2 separate regions of the Gasterosteus aculeatus genome follow, and region 2 is linked to region 1. A link is a contact called in public Hi-C data. All regions are on one chromosome and are shown on one strand. The core of a region is the stretch at or near the end of the contact, and the rest is flanking DNA. Distances in the headings are between cores, read along the strand shown.

Evidence for each region. A called contact is a pair of places that touch in the nucleus more often than the background predicts.
Region 2: a contact with region 1 is called in a Hi-C map of tail fin, with 5 times the contacts expected there. The contact joins the enhancer-like site here to the promoter of LOC120834342 in region 1. A contact is called at or near these places in 3 of 6 Hi-C or Micro-C datasets (skeletal muscle, tail fin and whole body).

What each region holds. Positions count from the first base shown.
Region 1 is chr16:16,629,228-16,632,906 of fGasAcu3.hap1.1, forward strand. It overlaps LOC120834342 (ADP-ribosylation factor-like protein 4C), which reads right to left and starts at 2,101. Exons shown (of 1, transcript XM_040202285.2): 1 at 97-2,101. The coding sequence starts at 1,369. The coding sequence ends at 791.
Region 2 is chr16:16,669,581-16,673,259 of fGasAcu3.hap1.1, forward strand. No RefSeq gene overlaps it. Among protein-coding and RNA genes, the nearest start is that of LOC120834002, 8.6 kb to the left of the region's middle. Within about 2 kb of position 1,696, at least 1 of the 9 cell types and tissues checked has open chromatin away from gene starts, as enhancers often do.

The DNA of each region.
Region 1 (3,679 bases), core at 851-3,350:
TATTATCCCCTCCGCCCCCCCCCCCCCCCCCGCAAACCCCCAACTGGTGCCAGTGTAACCTGTAGCGTATGAATGGAAAACAGTCACCGCGAATGATGGATTTTAAATGTTTTAATATTCAAAAAATACTTCAATTTTGGCTTCTTAGTACATAAACCACCTGGATCGGCTCCTCTAATAATACAGTGTAGTTCGCTACTGTTTGTTAGGAAATGAAAAGTGCAAAGTAGTGGGCACTGTGTCCTCAGTCCAGCACGCAGGGGGGGGGGGAGAAAACAGTCAGCATGACATCCAGACTGAAACTACACATGTCTGTCCTGGTATTCAAAGAAAAAAAGAAAAAGAAATAATAAAAAAAAGAGCAGGGGGCACAAATGACCCGCGCCACGTGCAAAAATCAAACGACCTCCTGTGGGTGGAGATGAAGACTACTGGGCCTTAACAGTCCTGGTGAGCGACGGCGGAGGAGCTTCATCATCCGGGTCACTCCGCGTCCAAAGTCCACGGCGGGGCAGCAGATTAACGGGCCAGCCCGCGTCTCTCCCTCCGCGCTGTCCACCTGAAGAGCCACTTCAAGTTTCTTTAGTCTTTTTTGGTTATCGGATAGTCTATATCCTGCAGCCTCCCGTGTGCCGAATGATGCACTCAGCAGGGCTTCACAGCTTTAATCCAAACTGAGGATGAGGAGAAAACAAAACGATAGGAAAACACTGCAAAGTAAACACTGGCACAACCGGGACCCCCGCACAGTTTATTGGACTCAATCGCCTCCTCCCAGAAACCGCAGCTGTTACCGCTTCTTCTTCTGCTTCAGGGATTTCCTCCTCTTCAGTATCATCTCATACAGCTTGTCCATTCCCTCGTGAAGCCCCTCGCCTATTATGGCGCACGCGGGTTGGATGTGATAGGCGGTGGAGGGGCCGAGCTCGTGCAGAGCCAGCTGCTTCTCGATGTCCGCCACCGGGAGGGATTTGGGCAGGTCCTGCTTGTTGGCGATGACCAGCAGCGGCGTGCCCTGGTTCTCCGCGAACTTGGTGACTTTGTGCAGTTCCGTCTTGGCCTCCTCCAGCCGGTCCACGTCCACGGAGTCCACCACGTAGATGATCCCGTCGGTGCACCGGCTGTAGGACTTCCACAGGGGCCTCAGCTTCTCTTGGCCCCCCACGTCCCAGAAATGGCAGCTGATGCCCTTCGCGGTGCCGTTGCTCAGCTTGATCTTCTCGGTGTTGAACCCGATGGTGGGGACCGTGTTGACGAACTCGTTGAATTTGAGTCTGTAGAGGACCGTGGTCTTCCCCGCTGAGTCCAAGCCCAGCATGACGATGTGCAGAGACTGGAAGGCTGAGATGTTGGAGAAGCTGTTGCCCATTTCGGCGTTTGTGTTTTCTTTGCGCAGCTGCAGGAGGTTTTTTGTTCTATTATTTATCCAGGAGATAAAACGGCTGCGGTCATTGATTCCCGTGGGAGGGAAGGGGGGCGGGGGAGTAACCAGGGTGGTGCGCGGGGCCCGGTGCGCTCCGGATGACCGCTGTGGCCCTCAGCGGCGGCGGCGGGGGACGCGGTGCGCCTCGGCAGGACGCAGCGCGCCGCTCATTAGTATTCTCCTCGCGCACTCGCATCCATTCGGTGCCGCGGAGACGCTGCGCGGGTCAAACGGGCTCCTCCGGGACAGCGAGGGCGGCGTCGGCGCCGGGAAGGACACCGACGATCGCGAACCCTTTCCCCTGCCTCCAGCAGCAGCCTCTCCCCCCCCCTGCGTCCTCTGATTCAGTCCTCCGCAGGACCAAACACACACCCTCCGCGGATGGATTCACCTCTCGGGCTCGTTGGCTGCGCCCGGCTCCTGAGGTTGAATAACGGGGGGGTGGGGGTGGGGGTCCAAACCGATTCGTTGGCCGGGTCGTGTCGGGCGCTGCTCTCCGGAGGACCTGCTGCAGCTGCAGTGGTGCGAGGCTGACAAAACAAGACCGCAAAACAAGAGGCGGCCCCGCTACGCTCCACCCCGCCCGGGACCTGTGCCAATGAGATCCGGATCCTGCGGACGCCCCAACACCGCGGACACGCGCTCCTCCTGCAGCCTCCGGCTTCACAACTGCACATGGTTGTGATGCATTGGTCTTCAACGCAATTTACGCAAACTGCGTCATAAATAGAGTTTTTTTTAGAGTTTTAAGCGGATTCAAATCGATCGTTTTCTAAATCGTCTGGACATTTAGACCACACTTCGTCTGGTCTAAATGTCTGGTTTTATTTTGCCTACAAATGAAATAAAGTTAAGTTATGAATCCAATAAAATGCAAAATAGTTATGCTTTTATTTCTCCGTCCTAAATATAGGGAATCGTTTTAAAATGTGTTTCCTATGACCGTAAGGGATGAATCCAGAGCAACATCGCCCTCTTCCGGTTAAAAGATGCAACAACATGGAAGGATGAAGGATGCACAGGATTGACGTGAAGGACTTCTTCTGAAACTTGGGCCGTCGGTCAAAAAACACAACCAATAAATTAAATGATAAATATTTTACAGATGTTGAAAAAAACAACAGTTAATTCCAAACTATATAAACTCTTCTGAAATGGTAATTTTGCCAAACGATGGTTAACATAATCTCCAAAATAAAAGCTCTTCCCACTAAACATTAATAGAAATAATTCAGAATCAGGGACAACGATCGATGACTAAATCAAAGAATTGGAAATACATGTCATCAATACATTTCATACGTCATATGTGCAACAACGTGTATCCAACCACTCAATCCAAATATGTATTGTATTCATAGTCCTGTCATTTCAATGCCTGGTTTTTGTACTTGTTGTTTTCTGTTTTTCTACTGGTCTCTAGTTGTATGTAACCGTGGGACCAATGAAGGATTATTTCATTGCATGTGATCTCCGTATGTGCAGTACTACTTTCATCCACCAAGTGGCACCATGTGTTCATTTCTCACAGTCCACAGTCACACATTTCTCAATCTAAATAAATAAGAGAGGTCTCAGCATGTTCATAACACACACACACACACACACACACAGTTCCAGGAAGTAGCCTGTTACAAACAGTCAACGTACATGTGCACACACGTCTCCAGTCTCTCCCATTACTCCTTCGTCATCATTCGAGTGAGGATCCCTGGAACTCTCCACAAACCTAATCTTCTCTGTAAATAAATGCACACACACACAACATATACATCTCTCACACACTTACACATGCACACACACACACACACACACACACACACACACACACACACACACACACACACACATCTATTTACGGTGGACGTGAGAGCCCTCCTCTTCCCCGATGCCCGATTCCCTTCCAGGGATGTCATTACCCGAGCTGTGCCGCAGGATGAACATAAATAAACTGAAGTATCATTCAAGATCCCCCGTTCATTATGTTGCTATTGTTGAATATTGAGACCTTTAGAAGAGCACCAAGGAGCCACACACACACACACACACACACACACACACACACACACACACACACGAGGTAAAGGCAAGTTAACCCTCACCTGTTCTGTGTCTCACGGGCCATGCAGCAAATGCCCACCTATGCGCTGAGGCTACATTTGGGTCTGATGTCTGTACTACCACGAGGAGGAACTACATCATGACCATAATACCGATTTGGGAAACACCGGTCTTTTGTTTTCTGGTAGTTTTATT
Region 2 (3,679 bases), core at 446-2,945, 40 kb after region 1:
ACTTCATTGTGCGTAACTCGCTCTGGCGTTGCATAGTCTTGTCGATCTGTCTAATTTGTGTTTCTACACAAAAAAAAAGAAAAACAATTTGTCCATGTACGTGAAACCAATATATTGCATATAAAACATATTTCATGACCTGCCATGATACTGAGCTGAATAATATAAAATCAAGTATTAAAATTATAAACTGGTGGTTTTACCAAAATAATCTAATTTTAAGGAAATGTCAACCTTTATGCCCACTGTTTTTCTTTCGCCTCAATGCGCTGCTCTTTTCCCTTCTTGCAATCCAAAGGTCAGTAAGAAATTACAGCTTCTGTACAAGAATGAGGAAAGTGTAAAACGATCTGCTCTTAAAACAAAAATAAAATCAGTCACAGTGGGCAGGTGTGAAAGCAGTGGACTGAGAGGCTGCACGTCTCACTTTAGTTTCAGAACAACGCGTCTGTTTCATGATTTCCTCCCCAGACGAAAGAGAGGAAACAACAGATCATCTTAGTGAAGGATGGAGCACACGCTCTGGGGAGATGAGCTCATTACATTCATGCAATCTAACTTAACTGCACAGGCTTATCGAATCTACAAGCGATGGCAACTAAATTACAAATTCAATCAGTTTTGCTTATGGCTCCGCTTCTCTGCATCTCATGTGGGACTCCAGCACGCAACAGGGAGATAATACACGTTTGATGGACGATTGGTGAGCAAATCAAGTGTATTCTTGAAGTGTAAAACGGCGGAGTTAGAAGCATTTTATTATCACAGAGACCTCCGTCAGGAAGACGTCCCCCCATCAGAAAAGCTAAAATCCTGATCTGCTTTGAAATGAAGTGAATCCACGCGTTTGCTCGTGCGTCACATCCTCATTACAGGCCGCTGGTCCCCGAGCGGCGCTTCATTCTCTGCCCGTGAGGCGAGGTGAGCGCCACCCTCGTCTGGGAGCTCAGGCATTCAAATTCAGCTCACAGGTGAAGCTGAAGGAAGCCAGAGAGTCTCAGAGGGAGTTCAGGTGTTGTCTCTGCCGAAAGAGACGAGTCCTTCTGTTCCCTCCTCCAAACACATGCAATCATTAGCACGCACGCACAATACAGCTCACATGCATTTGTCAAGCTCTGCAGCTATGTAGGCCGAGGGAGCTGCTGTAAATACACATGAAAGAATAGTTTGATCAGTTACATGAAATGAGAAGATTGAAACCTCCAATATTTTACAGTTGTCTGGTCTTGGTCGGTTAAAATTCAGCACCGCTAAAGCTGACAACAAATGAGTATATATTTTATCTGCACAAAAGTTAAAAAGTAAATTCATGGGTCCAGCTCAACGTGCTAACGCATCCTTCCTGCCACAGATAGAGGACAGATTTTCCCTGAGATTTGAACAAAAGACAGTTGTTCCTCTGCAATGGTCACCAGGATCATTTCTATGCAGCGGCACCTCTTCTTCATCCCCAACGGCGCTGGGGTTCGGGTTATGGAACAAGCACAGTTAATCAACGCTCTCAAACTAAGTGACCGTACTCACAATCCAATTATCGCGATCTCCCAGTGTGGCCGAGATCCCGTCCTCCCTCTCGGTTTGGCGCGCCGTCGACCCAAACAAAGGGCCCGACCCAGCGAGTGTCAACAGTGAGACGGGCGCTTCACTGGCATCTGAACGGAAGCACAGCAGAGCGCCGGGCGGCCTGCCCATTTTTCATTAAAGCTCCTTTCCTTAACGTGTTGGCGCCGGCAGGTGTTTGTGGTTTCCCGCAGCGCCAGATCAGACGCCTCCCTCATTTCAGGTTGGGGAATATGGATGCCTGCAACTAATTTCATTGCAATCCAACCAATAGCTGCAGAGACGTTTCACTGAGAAGGCCAGAGGAAAGTTTCCTCAAAGATATAAGGAATCAAAGCATTAAAGCAAATGTTATCTGAGCGATAAAAAATGCATTGTTACTGACGTTCCATGAGGGGAAAACCAAACAGTGCTGCAGCTATCTTTCACTATCTTTCTAAGTTCACGCTCGCTGCCTTCGTGCTCCGGCTGCGTCACGGCTTTCCTTTAAATAAAGGGATTCCCGGGGCTGACAAAAGGCCCGTTTCTGACTTTGCTCCTCTGCGTAACCATTGAATGGAGAGGGAGGCGACGTTTGCTCACTGGAGCTGAACGGGCTGCATCAAACGCCTGTTTTTTGTTCTAAAGATGACCGTTCAGGCGTTTCCTCAGTCGATATGCAGCCTGCTGGTTGAGTGGGACTCTTGAGCATTTGTCTTTGATGGAAACCTTATAAGTCAGGCACTCTCCGTGACCTTTGTCTATTGCCCATATTGGTGGCAAAGGAAGAGTCATTTGAAGTCTAACAGGGGTTTCTGGTCTATAGACCATCGCCTTCCACTTATATACGCTTTATTCTTTAGAGTCAATTTGATTTATGAAAGAAAATCACTTAGTTATAGAAAGAGTTAGAAACTGACAACTGAGTGTATATTCTGTTTTTCTTTCGAGCTGTTTAATATATTTTTGCTGTTGCAATACTTCCTCAGAGAGATCAGTGAGATCAATCAATATGTCAGATGATGTTGGCGAAAGCAACGCCCCGTCCAGCTGCTGACAAAGGCTGTCTCTGCTGTCAAACACTGTCAATCAAAGATAATGTCATAATTATGAGTCAAGGCACAAAACGTTGGGTTGAAAAATGTGTTCAAAGTAAAAATATGTTTTGGAAAAAAAAGTAGAAAAATATTAGGTAAAAAAATATCTGGAAAAATGTTTTTAAAAAGAAAATCAAAATTTGTTGTGTCAAAAAATGTCACGAAAAAAACTAAGAAATCCACATCCATGTGTTTGTTGATGTTTATGTGAATGTGTGGCTGTAAAAGGCTCTTATATGTACACGTCTCTCAACGTGTTCGTCGGCTGCTGAGTGCAGATTTTATAGCTTTTTTTATTAAAAACAGCTGACTGCTGGGTCTGAAAATGCTGCTAATGAGAGCAGTGAGGGTAGAAAACATTAAAGCTACTGACCGTTAAACCAAACAGCGAGCTGAAGTGCAGACAGCTGATAATTCTCACTTTCTCTTAATGTGAAAATGTATGTTTATTAGCAGTATTAAAGGTTTAAGATTTGTAGTCTCCACGTTCAAGCTGGTGACATCACATCGTATGGGGATGTAATTATTGTGATGTCATCACCTCGGCATGGTCTAGGTTTCTCACTACTAATACTGCTCCTTGATTACCGTGTTGGTACATCTAGCTAATACTGAACTGTAACCCTTTTTAGTAACAGCCGGCTCACAGGTCGAGACTGAAAAGAAGGGAGAGGGTTGAGTGTTTTTTGTGTTTCTGCTGCTGTTAATCAGGAGCTGATGGACTCCCACTGGAGTGTTTCACTAATCAGCAGATAAACAGCTGCAGCCGAGGAGCCACTTAATACATAAAGTAAAAGCAGATAAATACAGTTTTTACTTTTTTGTAACTCTCTAAAGGTATGTTCACATTCCTTAATGTGATTTGCAAGTTTAGGTTTACAGTATGTTTATGGAAGGACGGAAAATGGCTTTTATAAAGAAAGACAGAACAGAAAAGCTAGACTTGAGAAAGGAATCTGTCGTGTGTGTTGGCAGCAGGGAGCGGATATCTGTTGTCCTCTGGTGGCGTGTCTTTGCAGTGCAGCCGTGACAGTATTCCACCA